Linked DNA regions of Mus musculus: all the other regions are linked to region 3. Evidence: chromatin contacts called from public Hi-C and promoter capture Hi-C data. All regions are on one chromosome and are shown on one strand. The core of a region is the stretch at or near the end of the contact, and the rest is flanking DNA. Distances in the headings are between cores, read along the strand shown. Region 1 holds the start of Ankmy2 (ankyrin repeat and MYND domain containing 2). Region 2 holds the start of Nrcam (neuronal cell adhesion molecule). Region 3 holds the start of Dock4 (dedicator of cytokinesis 4).

What was found. Promoter capture Hi-C pulls out the DNA fragments that hold promoters and counts their contacts. Hi-C and Micro-C count contacts between places; a contact is called where the count stands out from the background.
Region 1: a Hi-C map of CD8 T cells shows a contact between it and region 3, with 5 times the contacts expected there. The contact joins the promoter of Ankmy2 here to the promoter of Dock4 in region 3. A contact is called at or near these places in 2 of 484 Hi-C or Micro-C datasets (CD4 T cells and CD8 T cells).
Region 2: a contact with region 3 is called in a promoter capture Hi-C map of pre-B cells. The contact joins the promoter of Nrcam here to the promoter of Dock4 in region 3. A contact is called at or near these places in 2 of 39 promoter capture datasets (cranial neural crest and pre-B cells).

The regions. Positions count from the first base shown.
Region 1 is chr12:36,155,364-36,159,870 of GRCm38.p6, forward strand. Ankmy2 (ankyrin repeat and MYND domain containing 2) reads left to right here and starts at 1,761. Exons shown (of 10, transcript NM_146033.3): 1 at 1,761-2,060. The coding sequence starts at 1,994. It overlaps Bzw2 (basic leucine zipper and W2 domains 2), which reads right to left and starts at 1,462. Exons shown (of 12, transcript NM_025840.3): 1 at 1,305-1,462.
Region 2 is chr12:44,327,410-44,332,059 of GRCm38.p6, forward strand. Nrcam (neuronal cell adhesion molecule) reads left to right here and starts at 1,476. Exons shown (of 31, transcript NM_176930.4): 1 at 1,476-1,687.
Region 3 is chr12:40,443,932-40,448,213 of GRCm38.p6, forward strand. Dock4 (dedicator of cytokinesis 4) reads left to right here and starts at 2,122. Exons shown (of 53, transcript NM_172803.2): 1 at 2,122-2,463. The coding sequence starts at 2,427. It overlaps Zfp277 (zinc finger protein 277), which reads right to left and starts at 1,859. Exons shown (of 12, transcript NM_178845.3): 1 at 1,735-1,859. The coding sequence starts at 1,828. Gm40406 (a long non-coding RNA gene) reads right to left here and starts at 1,728. Exons shown (of 2, transcript XR_872699.3): 1 at 1-1,728.

The DNA of each region.
Region 1 (4,507 bases), core at 511-3,010, 4.3 Mb before region 3:
CTACTGCTTGTTTGAACAGCTACATCATTTTTAAAGCATCATCAAACAAAAGTTTCTTTGTTATATATTGAGATGAATAATTACCAACCATTTTCATGGGAGAATCTATCTGCTCCTCCCTCCCCAAGCTGAAGCTCATGTCTGTCGGTGGCTGTTGGGGGATGGGCAGCGGGAGTTTAGAAAAGATTTTGGTTAAAGATAAGAGATAGGGAACGTCATCTGTGGGTCTCTGAAGTGCTAGTACGCGCTTTGAGCAAAACGAGGTAGAGGGGCCACAGGAAAAGGCATTTCACATCATTCTTGGCACCGTGGAATGAAAGAGCGATCCTGGGGCTACTTAATAAAAACCACCTACATGATTATTCAAGTATTTCTCCCTAGCACAATTGTGTTTTAACGGAAACATCAATACCAGTCTGTTGAGAAACAACAGCAAAACTAAACAGTCATTTCCGAAGAAGCAGTGATTGACGCTGTAGAACGCTACAGATAAGCATCTTGGAGGAATGATTGAATATTTTCTTAAGCGTACCTTGCATCGGAGGCACAGAAAGGTACACACGATATTCACCTCTTATCTACCTACGGTGGACGCTCCAGGAGCCACACCACAGTTGAATGAAGGCTGGATTAAGAAACTAATCTAAGGCTATATATAGACAGCAACACCAATTTAATCCCCGCCCTCTCCAGCCTACCCTCCCTAGTTCCATAAATCCCCAAACCTGAGTTATAAAGACAGGCAGCTCTCTCAGAGCAAAAAAGACCCCCACACCCCAACAAAGTATCAGAGCAGTTGTAAGTCGCTTCTAAATATCCTTAGCGAACACCACAGGTCCAGGTTCCATGGCTTCCACAGAGGGCAAGAAATGACAGACAAGTACTGGGGAGGGCTAGGTTTGCAAAAAGAAATTTACCTTCTCCGAGCCTCTCCCAGTGTCGCTGGTCATGGGGTGTTCCCCTCACCTCCCGGCAGTGGGCCTCCCCGGGGATCGCCACGCACGAGACCATGTGCACCCGCCACTTTCACCGCGTGGCCAGCTTACGGCCGGCCCGCGGTCCCCGGAGCTCTTGGGGCGGACAAACGTAGCGAGGTCTAGGTCTCGCTCGAGAGGCACTAATACACAGTACGTGCATGGATGATGGCGCGGCGCGGGGGCTCCTCTATGAAGAGGAAGGCAACCGCCCCAGGTGGCACATGCTTCCTCCACGCCAGCTCCAGCCCGCTGGGACCCCTTGGCTCGGAGGCGGTCACTGCTCGCTCAACTCTCAGGCTCCCGCCGCCCCACCTGATCACCTCTTACCTGTCCAAGGAGGGAGCGACGACGCGCGAGACTGGTGGCTGCGGCGGATCCTGCAGCAGCAGTGGCGGCGGCAGTGGCTGAGGCAGACAATGGAGGAGTGAAGGACAGACACATTGACACAGACACACAGAACCCGGTGTAGCTCCGCCTCCTGCCCCGGCCCCGCCCTATCCCCGCCCCTTGCCCGAACCGCGCCACTCTTAGGGGCAGTGCAGCCCGTCTAGCTGCATCCCAATGCCTCCGCACGTGCCCACAGAAGTCACTACCAGGCAGAGAACTTCTATCCTTAGAATCCAAGGAACCCTGTGTCCCTGTACTTCTTAATAGGTTATCATGGGAATAGGAAACCTAGAAGATGTATTGAATCCCCTTCCAAATGTCTCCTTTTGGTTTGGACCTCGTAGGTTGCTCCAATTGGAGTCGCTTGCTGCCTCTTGCAGCTCCTCCTCCCGACCTGGCCATTGAGGCGCGGGGGCGGGACTTGTGGAGAGCGCCAGCCCGGCTCGCTCAAGCTCGCCGCACCCGCCAGCCCCCAGCCGTGAGACCCTAGCGACTCTGCCACTTCACTGGGCTGCTGCTCCGGCCTCGAGTTGCCTTGCTGTGGCGGTCTTCCACGACGCATACACGTCTCTTGTTTTTTTAAAAAACCTTTCCAAAGAAATAGAATAAGCGTCAAGCTGGCGGGAACGATGGGTCACATAAAGAAAGGCGAGCTGACCCAGGAGGAAAAGGAACTGCTGGAAGTGATCGGGAAAGGTACGGGTGCAGGGTTGGTATCCGGGTGCTGCACACCTGGTCTCAGGGCATTGAGGAGCCTGGAGCGCGCCCTAGGCCCGGAGGACCTTGGGCAACTTGCAATCCGGAAAAAGCCTTTCTGTCTCTGTCTGGGGACCGATTGCAGGGGCGGGGAGATGGGAGGCAGAAAAATTGAGGCCATCAGATCTAGGTTGCCGAGCTTAGACCTCTAAATCAGCTTTTTGGAAATCGACCGACTGTCACTACACATCTTAGACAGTCACGCGTGGCCCTGGGCGCCTGTCTTTGCGTATGCATGCTTGCCAGCTCATTGGATGTTTTGACCGTAATCAGTCAAGACCGCAGTGGCCTGGTAGTTCTAGGCTCCAAGTCGGGTGTATAAAGGGCCCTTTCGACTTCCGGAGGCTTAAGGATCTGGATCCCTTGCAGATCCCCGCCCCTGCTGCGGGTGGAGGGAGCTTTCAGCAACAGGGGTTCTTTATAAGGGCACAGAACTCGCTCTGCATGTTCCGCCCTGAGCTTTCTGCATCAAGGCCTTCTGTGGCTGGCTTCCTGTAGCCCAGGTCGGCGCAGGCACCCACAGACACGACTGACCTTGGTCCGATGTTAGACCTCAAGTGATCTTGTTGAGCTCCTTGGTGCTTCCCAGTCCACTTTGTGGATTCGAGCCACGCCTCCTCTGTGCAGCTTGCAGGAAGGAAGCCAACTAGAAGCCATGTTTCCCCACCAGTCCCTGAGTGCATGTCCCAAATGAGTTCCTGGCCGCATCCCCGTTACCTGGCAGGTAACATCAGCGTGACCACGTGCACTGTCACTTTGCTGAGAAGAGGATGCGGTGCCTGTGGGCATGATTAATGTGGATGCTTTAAGTGAAAAAATTAAACATGTGCCCTCGAATGACAGAGAAGCCAGACATTGTAATACAGAGCTCCTGGGTTTACAGTTTTCTACTTAGCCAAACTCATCTAGAATCACAGATAGGAAGACAAATGTATTCTTCCTAACAAGGACTGTCCACGTGTCTAAAGAGTATGAGAAGAGAAAACAATGGTTTGAACTCAGCAGGCGACTAGGAACTGATCTCACTTCTAAATCAGTCATGATTCTCACGGTAATCAATATTTGCTGGAAATCTCAGAGCTCTGGGTTGGATTTTTATTCTATGAACTGCATGGCTGTCAATGAGTTCTGGCTTTCATGCCGTCTCTAGGTTAGTTTCTTGCTCCCTTTAGTGGGTCTGGGATTTAGGTTAGTGAACTGGAGCCCCGGCTGTGTGCCTGTTGTACCAATCAAAATTAAGAGAGGACAGCTTTCAACCCATAATCCACCAGGGATAGGAATTCTGGTTTTAAACAAGCCAATGCTATCACATGTTCACTTGAAAGTGAAAACCCATTGGCAGCTGGAGAAAATATGTGTGTGAAAGGAGAAGTATGAATTCTTGGATGGATTTATTCTAAGGTTGTATCAAGCATAATTAGTGTGCTTATTACTTGTATTTCTTGGGCCACCTCATCCTCTAGGTTTGTGAGAGTACAGGTGCTGGCTTTCATTGGTTTAATCCCCTAAGCCTATGAACAAAGATACAAGGTGGATTTACTTAGTGATACATTCTTGTCATGTTCAGGATTTTGGATCGTTATTGCTCTCAGAAAATACTGGCAGATAGGAGAAGATCAGCCAACATTGACATTTTGAAGACATGGCATGTCCTCATCCATTTAATCTAGAAGAGCTAACGTTGGGTGTTTGTTTATTTTGTTTTCTCTGAATTGTAGTATGACGTATCATGGAATGGTCATTAACTGTGTGTCTGAATTAGGTGTGTGTGTGCGCGTGCGTGCGTGTGTGTGTGTGTGTGTGTGTGTGTGTGTGTGTGTGTGTGAATTTGACACAAGTTAGAGCCATCTAGGAAGAGGAGCATCCACGGAGAAAATATCTCCAATAAGTTATTTGAAGGCGAGTCTGTGCCAGCATCTTCTGGATTAATGATTGGTAAGAGAGAACCTTGCCCACCTGTGCCACAGGTGGACAGTTGGTCCTGTTCTGTTCTTTTGTTTTTTGGTTTTCTTCGAGACAGGGTTTTCTCTGTGTAGCTCTGGCTGTCTTGAAACTCACCGTGTAGACCAGGCTGGCCTTGAACTCAGAAATCTGCCTGCCTCTGCCTCCAAGTGCTGGGATTAAAGGGCGTGCGCCACCACAGCCCGGCTCAGGTCCTGGGTTCTTTAAGAAAGCAGGCTGAGAGCCGGGCGTGGTGGCGCACGCCTTTAATCCCAGCACTCGGGAGGCAGAGGCAGGCGGATTTCTGAGTTCGAGGCCAGCCTGGTCTACAAAGTGAGCTCCAGGACAGCCAGAGCTATAAAGAGAAACCCTGTCTCAAAAACAAAAAAACAAACAAACAAAAAAAAGAAAGCAGGCTGAGCCGTGGAGAGCGAGCTAGGGAGCAG
Region 2 (4,650 bases), core at 226-2,725, 3.9 Mb after region 3:
GGTAGACTGATCATTACTAGCGTAGCTAGGCACATGCTTGGTTTCAGAAAATTTGAGGTCAAGTTGTCGGGTAGTCTCCCTGAGAGGCCTGCAGTATGGATATGGATTAAGAAACTTGGTTGAGAAAATCAGGCAAAGGGAGAAAAAGAGAGAGGGGAGGGGGAGATAGGACTGAAAAACAGAGGAACGTCTAAAGCCTGTTCACCCCAGGTACCACTGGAGGGCTCCATGGCTCTCTACGGAGGTGCTCCTCACGGGAAGAGACATTCTGTGCTCTGTCCTTGACACAGCATGGCACAGTGGTTAAGACTATGGGTTTCGGGATCAAGTGTGAATCGTAGTACTCTTTGAAGCTTTGAAGTACTTTCTTTTATGAAGGGGATCCTGTATGTTTGGGCAGTAGGAGAAAGAAGAGACACTGTGCACATGAGTGAATGTGGGTTGAAGCTTAAGTTCAAAGTAAAGTCACAGCAGGGCAGAGGAGCTATCAAGACTCTGAAGCATGGCCCGGGCCAGATCTGTTTTTATTCATGAGTGCCAATCTAACACCTATTCTGGAGGCTGAAGGTAGAGGCTGAAGAGAGCTTCCAAAAGTAAATGGTCCAGCTGGGTAATACCAGGCTGACTGTACCCGGGCCTGCAGAAGGAAGTAGGCCCAGGTAAGAGGCTATGTGCCTTGGACACCATCATGCTGGAAGGGGTGAGGGTCCTGAAGAATCTGAATTGTGTAGTATGCAGTGGGTTTACTCAAATTCTACATATTCTTTTAAAAAATTCTACACACTTTTGCATTGAAAAAACAAACAAACAAACAAACACAAAACTTGTATAATACTCTGCAATCTGAAAAGCTTATGTCAACTACTCCAGAAACCCAATCCCTACTGAAAGTAGCATCCGCTTACACGCTAAAGGGACCCTTCCTCAAGTGTATTTGAAAATGACAGTTGTAAAACTATAAACCAGTACCCAACCCATGCCAAGTAGAGTTTGCAAAAGCACGAAATACTTTAGAGGAATAGAAGAGAGGCGGAAGGATTGGAGGTGAGAGGAGGGCGGGAGGGAATGTGTGATCCGGATCCATCCATCACACTCACACGGAAATCTAAACCAAGGAGAGTGGCATTTAAAACACTGGTTTTCTGGAACATCTTCTGTAGACACATCCCAGTCACCCATTCCCCTGAACACTCAAGTCCTGAGTTCCTGGCCCTACAGCCACCACCTCACCCGGTGCGTGGTGGCAGAGGTCCGGAGTAGCGCGACCTCTCAGGTGAGAGGCCACCCAGTCCTCAAGGCGCTCAAGGCCGGAGCCCATTCGCTGCAGCCTAAGCTGTGGGTGGGTGGGAGGGGGTTAGGCCGGAGGGGAGGGGGCGGGCGACGCCCGGTGAGTGCGGGGGAGGGGGACGCGGGGACGCTAAGAGAGTCGGGAGGGGCCTGAGCGCGACGCTGGGTATCGCCGGGAGCGGAGGGCGGGAGCGGCGAGGACGCGCGCTTCGCCTGGGTCGCTGGCGGACGCGCGCCGGAGTCCGAGCCTGAGACGCGCGGGCGCGAGGGACCGTGCAGAAACGGAGACTGGGGCAGCTGGAGGCGACAGCTTCGGAAGCTTCGGAAACACGCACGACAGCTGGGCTCCGGGGTCTTAGGCAGTAGCGCCCCGGCAGGGAGGTGGGCGCGGCACGAAAACGTGAGTAGCCCTGGGTGTGTCTGGCGGTTGCATTAGTGACATTCTGTCCTGGTGGGTGGACGCGGCTGGAGCAGAACAAGGAGCCCGAGGCTGCCGCGTTGTCACTCAGACACTGGCGCCCCGGCTCAACCCGAGCTCTTGTGGGAGTCTGGCAGCACTTGCAGCTTGGGAGAAAGAGGTCGGCGACTTCGTTTTCTCTTGCAAGCCCTTGACATAGTCGGGGCGCTGGTTGGAAAAAGGAGACGCACGCCCTGGGAGGACGCGGCTTCGACCCCCGCAGCTCGGGTACCACGGGCGAGAGCCCACCAGCTCCTTGGGTCCCGGGTTAACTTCAGCCTCTCTGGAAGCCCTGACTAGAGGTCTGCCTGTGGACAGACCGGCATTACACAGCTTTCTGGGCTGGGACGCAGTGGATGCAGTGTCACAAGACAGGGTCGCCCGGCGGCGAAGCGCGACTGAGTCCCGCTGGTCGCGCTGCAGCGTGCGCGCGTTCGTGTCCCCACGGACACATCTGGGCGTGGGCTTTGTTCAGATGTGCTCACACCTGGGCGAATCGCCGTGAGCGGGCGGGGGGCGGGGGAGGGGAATCGGCGATGCTGACTGCCCACCTCGGCTTTCTCAGCCCTGGCGAGGACTCAGGGAATCAGAGGGGAACAGGATAGACACCAGGGATGGTGCGCTGGGGACACTTGCTTTGTTGGCTTCCAGGTGAGGGCCGTGACAGTTCCCCCACCACACACAGCCTCTGTGGACAGGGGCTTCTCAGGGCTGGTGTACCGGGTTTGGGACAGACTGGGAAGAGCCTCTGCCCTGAGCAGGCTCTCAGGGTGGGATCTGACTACAGCTTCGCCCGGGAGTACTGTGGTGAGCCTGGAGTGACTGCCCGCGTTAGAGCATCATCTAGCTGCGAGCGCCATCTGTGCCCGGCACCGCCCCGGGCCCTCCAGGCAGCGCGGGTGGGCGCTGCGGCTCTCTGGTTCCCGGGGTGTGTGGATCCGGCTACTCTCGGTTCACATCTGCCACGGCACAGAACAGGGACCGGATTTCACAGTAGGCAGAGCTAGGGAGTCATTCTCTGAGAAGTGTTCTCTGGATAGCAGGTGCAGCACGAGTTCCCTGAGTCCACCGGGCTGGTAGGCAGGTCATTTCTTTCCCTTTGCTCCGGGCTACCTCTTCACATCCCTGATGCTGGCTGGAGGTCCCTGTGCGTCTGCAAGCACAGAGAAGAGTCGCCATGAGCAAGAGTCCCTCTCCTACCTCACCATCTTCACCCATAGCTCCAGCACCATGGTAAACTGAGAGGGAAAAAGTCCAGAGAGGGAAATGTTCTTCTCCTTCTCTGTTCTTGGATGGTTGATTAAAAAGAAGTGTGGTTTTGAAGCACAGGGTCCTTCCTTGCTGAAGCTCTAGCAGGAAGCCGTGGAGCAGAGTATAATGGGGTAGGCAGCCTTGTTTCCGCACGCACCAGGAGCTCCCCCTGGGGTTGTTGTGGGGAGGAACACAGTGACCCCTGAATACAAAACCTGCTTGAATTGGGCTGCTTCTGAAACGGCCTATGCTAACCACCCATTCCCTGCTGTGAGGCCTTTCAGAAGTGCTAAAACAATGGAGACAGGCGAACTCTTTCTACATTAATGATATGGTAGTCAACTTATTGGGAAACTCCAGGTGTGCAGGAACTATGCACACACAACATCTCATGTCAATTCTTATAACAACTCCATTTCAAAATTAAGAGAGTAGCTTAGACAGGTCAAGTAACTTTCACAAGACCACATACGTAGCTAGGGAGCAGCGGAGCTTTCCCATCAAAGACTTTGAAAGTGTGGTCTTCTTGAGACTTCTCATGAATTTAGAGGAAGCCCAAATCCTGAGTATTCAACGCCAAAATATTATTCCATTGAATACAAATACAAAGCTATTTAATTCGGAGGTGTGCAGACTTTTTTTGGTAACAGGCAATGCTGAGGTTCAGATGACAGTATTATGGAATAACTTTTTACTCCAATAATTCTTTTATGGGCTTTTATATCTCCACTGATGTGTGTGTGTGTGTGTGTGTGTGTGTGTGTGTGTGTGTGTATTCACAATCTGGTCCATTGCTGTCACTAACTTGTTCTCAGTGACCAGAGGTCCCGGCAATTACACGGGGATATTGCTAGCACTTCATTTGTCATTGTTATTGTTATTTGTTTGTTTGTTTGTTTGTTTTTGAGAGAGACTTACATCAGATACCCCTTGCTGGTTTGGAACTTGCTACATAGACTAGGATAGGTTTGCCTCCCAAATTCGAGGACTAAAGATGTGCATTATCATATCCAGCTTTCAGTGTAATTTTAAAGAAACATTTCTTAAAACAAGGCAAAGTGTGTGTGTGTGTGTGTGTGTGTGTGTGTTTGTGTGTGTGTGTGTGTGTGTGTGTTTATACTCTGGCCCATATACACATCTCAGAGGATGAATTTTCAGGAAGTGGTTCTCTCCACAATATTTTGAAGCACTGTTTTGTGCAGACCGATCCTCAGTCTCCCAGCTCACTGCAAAGGTACTGGGATTTGGGCACTGCATTAAGTTTTTGGCAGGATGTGTAGGGATCGCCGCATCGGCTTGCACTGAAGGAGCATCCACTTGCTCACTCATCTCCCCAGCCCCAAGGCAAACATTTATATTTAACTAAAAGCTTCCAACCCTGAGCAGCTTTTGTAGACTGTTTGGACTACGGGAGAGTTATTACCCAAATTCTACACCGAGTTTAGAGAGTCTTAGCAGAGAAATCTAAGAAGGCTTTCAGCAGCCTAAGTATGTGGCAATGTGTGATACTTTTACCAAGCCATTCCACATTACTATAGAAAATAAGAATTAGAAGAAAAGCAACATTGACCATCTTTGGCAGAGCTATTAGGATGATCATAATTGACCGATCCACTGAAAAATGCATCCACTTTGCTTTTATAACCCTGACTTGG
Region 3 (4,282 bases), core at 872-3,371:
CAAACATCTATCTATCCATCTATATTATGTATATAATATATGACAAATATATTATACATATATATAAATCCACTCTCTGTAATGCTATTGAAAATCAGAGCTACTTTATACATTTACTAACAGGGGACTGGCTAGAGTATGGAATATCTTTCCTATGGAACATGAGTGTATTCACTAACAAATGTAACAAAAAAATTGATATAGAAGTATCTTTGATAAACAATAGGAAGAAGAAAGCTGTAGATCTTTGAGTTTACTAGAATCATCCCTCTTATTTTAAAATGGGGTATACAATGCATATTATAAAGGACTATGTTATAAAATATGCATCACTTTTGTCTTTATAAGTGGAACTGTGTAGTGGATGTTACTATTATTATTATTTTTTTAATCTACAGACCTCTGAATGAAGTGCTTGAAATATTTGTAATGAATTCTAAGTGTAAGGTAATTATTTATGCTTTAGAGGTATTTTCAAGTTTTCAAATAAATTAACCCGTGAGAAAAAGTTATCAGTGAGGAGAAGAAGCCGGGCAGTGGCGGCGCACGCCTTTAATCCTAGCATTTGGGAGGCAGAGGCAGGCGGGTTTCTGAGTTCGAGGCCAGCCTGGTTTAGAGTGAGTTTCAGGTCAGCCAGAGCTACACAGAGAAACTCTGTCTCTAAAAACCAAAACTAACCAACCAACCAACCAAAACCCCCACAAAAACAAAAACCATAAACAACGCCCCCCCCCCCCGCCAAATTATTAAAGCTTCCAACTTTATATCTTAAAATGTGGAATTTTGGTGATCTGGAAAAACATAAGTACGGGATATATGGCAAACCCATTGATAGGAATCTCACTCATGGAAAGTGGGAAGAAATTGCACTTTTATTTCCCTGCTACTGAGATAAAAAGCTGTGAAGGTTAAATGGAAAAAACATCAACAAGGACTGAGAACCCAAATTAACCCCCAAAATTAACACTTAAACAAAATGGGTGGGGAGTGGAGCGCGACCAAAAGAAAAGGTAGTCTATGATGAAAGTTTGACTTTTGGTCTCTACAGTGGAACTGAAGAAAGCAGCAAAGTCAGGTTGATACAAAGTAGCTGTGATGAATTTTAAAACCCTATTTTAAATATTCTGTGAGGGCTGGAGTGAATTTAATTCTCTTTTCTCTTTCTCTTAGAATGTAACATCTCCCAGGCTACAGGGCCAAATGATACCTGAGACACACACATCCTTTCCTTTTGAAGAGGACTACAACCTGCAACCAGCAAATAAGTATTAGAGAGCCGTGACGTGACTAGTCTCCAACTTGGAAACCGGTCCCAAACTACATAAAACACCTTCCCAGAGCCAAATTCAGCAAACCGGGGAGAGCGAGGGCTACAAGTCAGGAAATAGCGGCTAATCACAGCTTTACAGTCACACGTGTGCAACCCAGACCTGACCCACACCCACTTGGCGGCAAGTGCAAAGCACAGAATTCCAAACCGGAAGACAGCAAAGGAGCTTTCTCAGAGGCCGGGAAGGCAGCTCTTCACATTTTCTGCTCCCACCCCAAAACAGCTTCAGCCTGGCAACCTCCGTCTGCCCAACCCATATCTCTGGGTCCCGCCCGCGGCTTTTTCCCTGGCACCAAGGTGGTCTCCCAGCCGACCAGCTTCAAAGGTTTGAGCGGCTGCCAGCTGCACCTCGGGCACAGAAGAAGGAAGACAGATCACCCGCGCCTAAGGGACAGCACACTCACCTTCATGATCTGTGTGTCCGATTCCGCCGCGGACCCCGCGGACCCCAGCCTCCCGGGGGTCCACAGGAAGCCCCTGGACCTCACTAGCAGCCATTACCTGGCACAGTAGAAAGGGGCGGGCCGTAGGCGGGGCGGAGCGGTGATACACCAATAAAAACGCGCCTGGGGTCGCATGCCGCCTCACTGAGGGAGTTCCTACACGCCTATGCTGTGCCGTCACATTTTGGACCAATCGATTGTGGCGAGCCTAACTAGGTGCCCCGCCCCCAACCGCTGTAGTCCCGCCTCCTTCCGGAGCCGGGAGCGTAAGAACTACAACTTCCAGCATGCCGCGAGGCAGTGGGTAGGCAGCGCTGGACGGGCGCTGACGGGCGGGGGTGCGCCCGCGAGTGCCCCGGCGTGTTCGCTTAGTTCAGTGAATCAGAACAATGACTGCGCCGCCGGGTCCCCGGGAGCGCGTCGCAGGGCTGTGAGCAGCCGCGGCCGGCAGAGCGGCGGGCGGCTCCGCCTCGGCGGTGTAGTGTCAGTGCCGGCTCCGGAGCCCCGGGAGCAGACCCTGCCCAGCGCCGCAGCCCGCGCGATCCGCTGTGCTCCAGCGACACAGCTGCTCTTCGGGAGCGGTGCATTGTTGTGAGCCACTGGAGGGGCGCGGGGATTGCACAGCCCGGAGCCCCTCAACGCCCTTCATAGCCATGTGGATACCTACGGAGCACGAGAAATACGGCGTGGGTGAGTGCTCGCGGGCGAACTTTTACCACGCTCTGGTCCTTGCCCCCACGCAGCTCGCTCCGCTCCAGGCTGCAAATGCCAGGTCTTGGCATTGCACAGCGGGTCCCGGGCTTGGCCGCACCGGCCTCCGGCTGAGGGGCGAGCACTGGGGGGCTCGCTCCTCACCGTGCACTCGGCGCTCCTCGAACCCGATCCCAGAACGTCCGGACTGCCGCTCCGGTCTCTGCTGGCTGGCGGAGTTTGGAGCGGCCGCGGGGCGTGTTGCGTGTCAAGTTGGAAGGGGAAGCCAACAGGGTTTCTCTCCCTTCTACCCCTGCTGGCCCACAGCGGCAGAGAGCTGGCAGTGGGCTGCTAAGATTTCCCGGGGTGATGAGGGAGACCAGGAACCGGCTGCTAGAATACTCCCAAACAGTAGGGAGGCGCGAAGTCCCTGCGGCTGGGGTCGGCATTCCCAGAGTGCAGAGTGTAGCCCCTGTGACAGACGGAGTCGGGACGTAGCCTCCTTCCTCCCTCGCCTCCCGGGTGTTTGGGGTGTGTGTTGCGAGCAGGGGGGTTGGTAAATTTCAACATCTGTGCTCCTGCGCTCTTTGGTCCTTGGAGGGGAACCGAGATTTTGGCAGGGTTTTTACTTCTGGCCACCTTCTCTACCAGGGAATGAGCGCAGTGGGGGTCATAGAGGCCGGCTGGAAAGTGACGAGGGAGAGGAGGGTCAGAAAGCCTGGCTCTTAGAGGCTGGCAGGCAGCTTTAGGAGAGGACTACCCTGGCACTGATTTGAGAGAAAAAGGAACAGGATAGCATTCACTGTTCTGTGCAAAGGTGAACAACAAAGACCATTAATGTTGACTGATGAATACAGGAGGCTCCCTTCCCTTCCCTCCTCCCTTGTCGGTAGGATTACAGTTCCCGTTTTTGTTGTTTGATTTCAGCTGGGTACCCCCCTCCCCCTTTGACAGTCACTCCTTTTAGGGTTGAGACTATTAAGAAGCCAGGCTCACTGACAAGCCCGAATTGGCCAAATGCAATTATAACCTCCCAGAAGGTCTAACAGAAAGAAAGCATTATAGATTTTACTGACAATCTTCATTTCCTATAATGCCCCGTTCTGCCGATTGGCGTTCTTGTTTTTATTGTGGACGGACCTAGTAATTTATATGATACAGAGACGTATTTATGCTCTGACTTCATTCTCCTGTAATTAAAAAAAAATCTGTAAAACCTTTCAGGGGAACCCTAATCACTGCAGATTTTACCTCCCCTACTTTGCCTAGGGATCGGACTTTATCTACTGAAGGGACTCTCTGATTCAACAGTCATGTTTTCCATGAGCTTCCTTTCTGGGCTGTGACTGGTTAGCAAGACAATAGTTTGTCGTGTGCCCACCTTTGCGAAAGGTTTCCAGCTTCTCTTGCCAAAGGGCTCTCCCAGAGTGGTGTAGATAGAGGTTGTTTTCCTCTCTGTTCCCTCCTCTTTTTTTTGGGGGGGGGGGGGATCAGATAACCCTTGCAAGGGAAAAGGCATTTCCTTGTCTGAGGGCTGAGGAACCAGAGGGCACCAGTCTTGACACCTGGTGCAGGAATCTCAGATCCACCCCGGCAACACTGTCCACCTTAGAGTCAATCCCAGTGGTTGTGTTCTTGCAAGTGTTAAATGATACAGGTTATGGATGACATTTATTTTTCCAGATTTCCTTCCGTGCCAGGTCACAGCTGGGTGCTGATATCGATTAGTTTTTCTCTCGCCTTTCTTTACAAGCTGTGGGCAGAGGCTTAAAAACCACTCTGGGATTTCCTGGAATGGCAACCGGATATGATCAGTCAA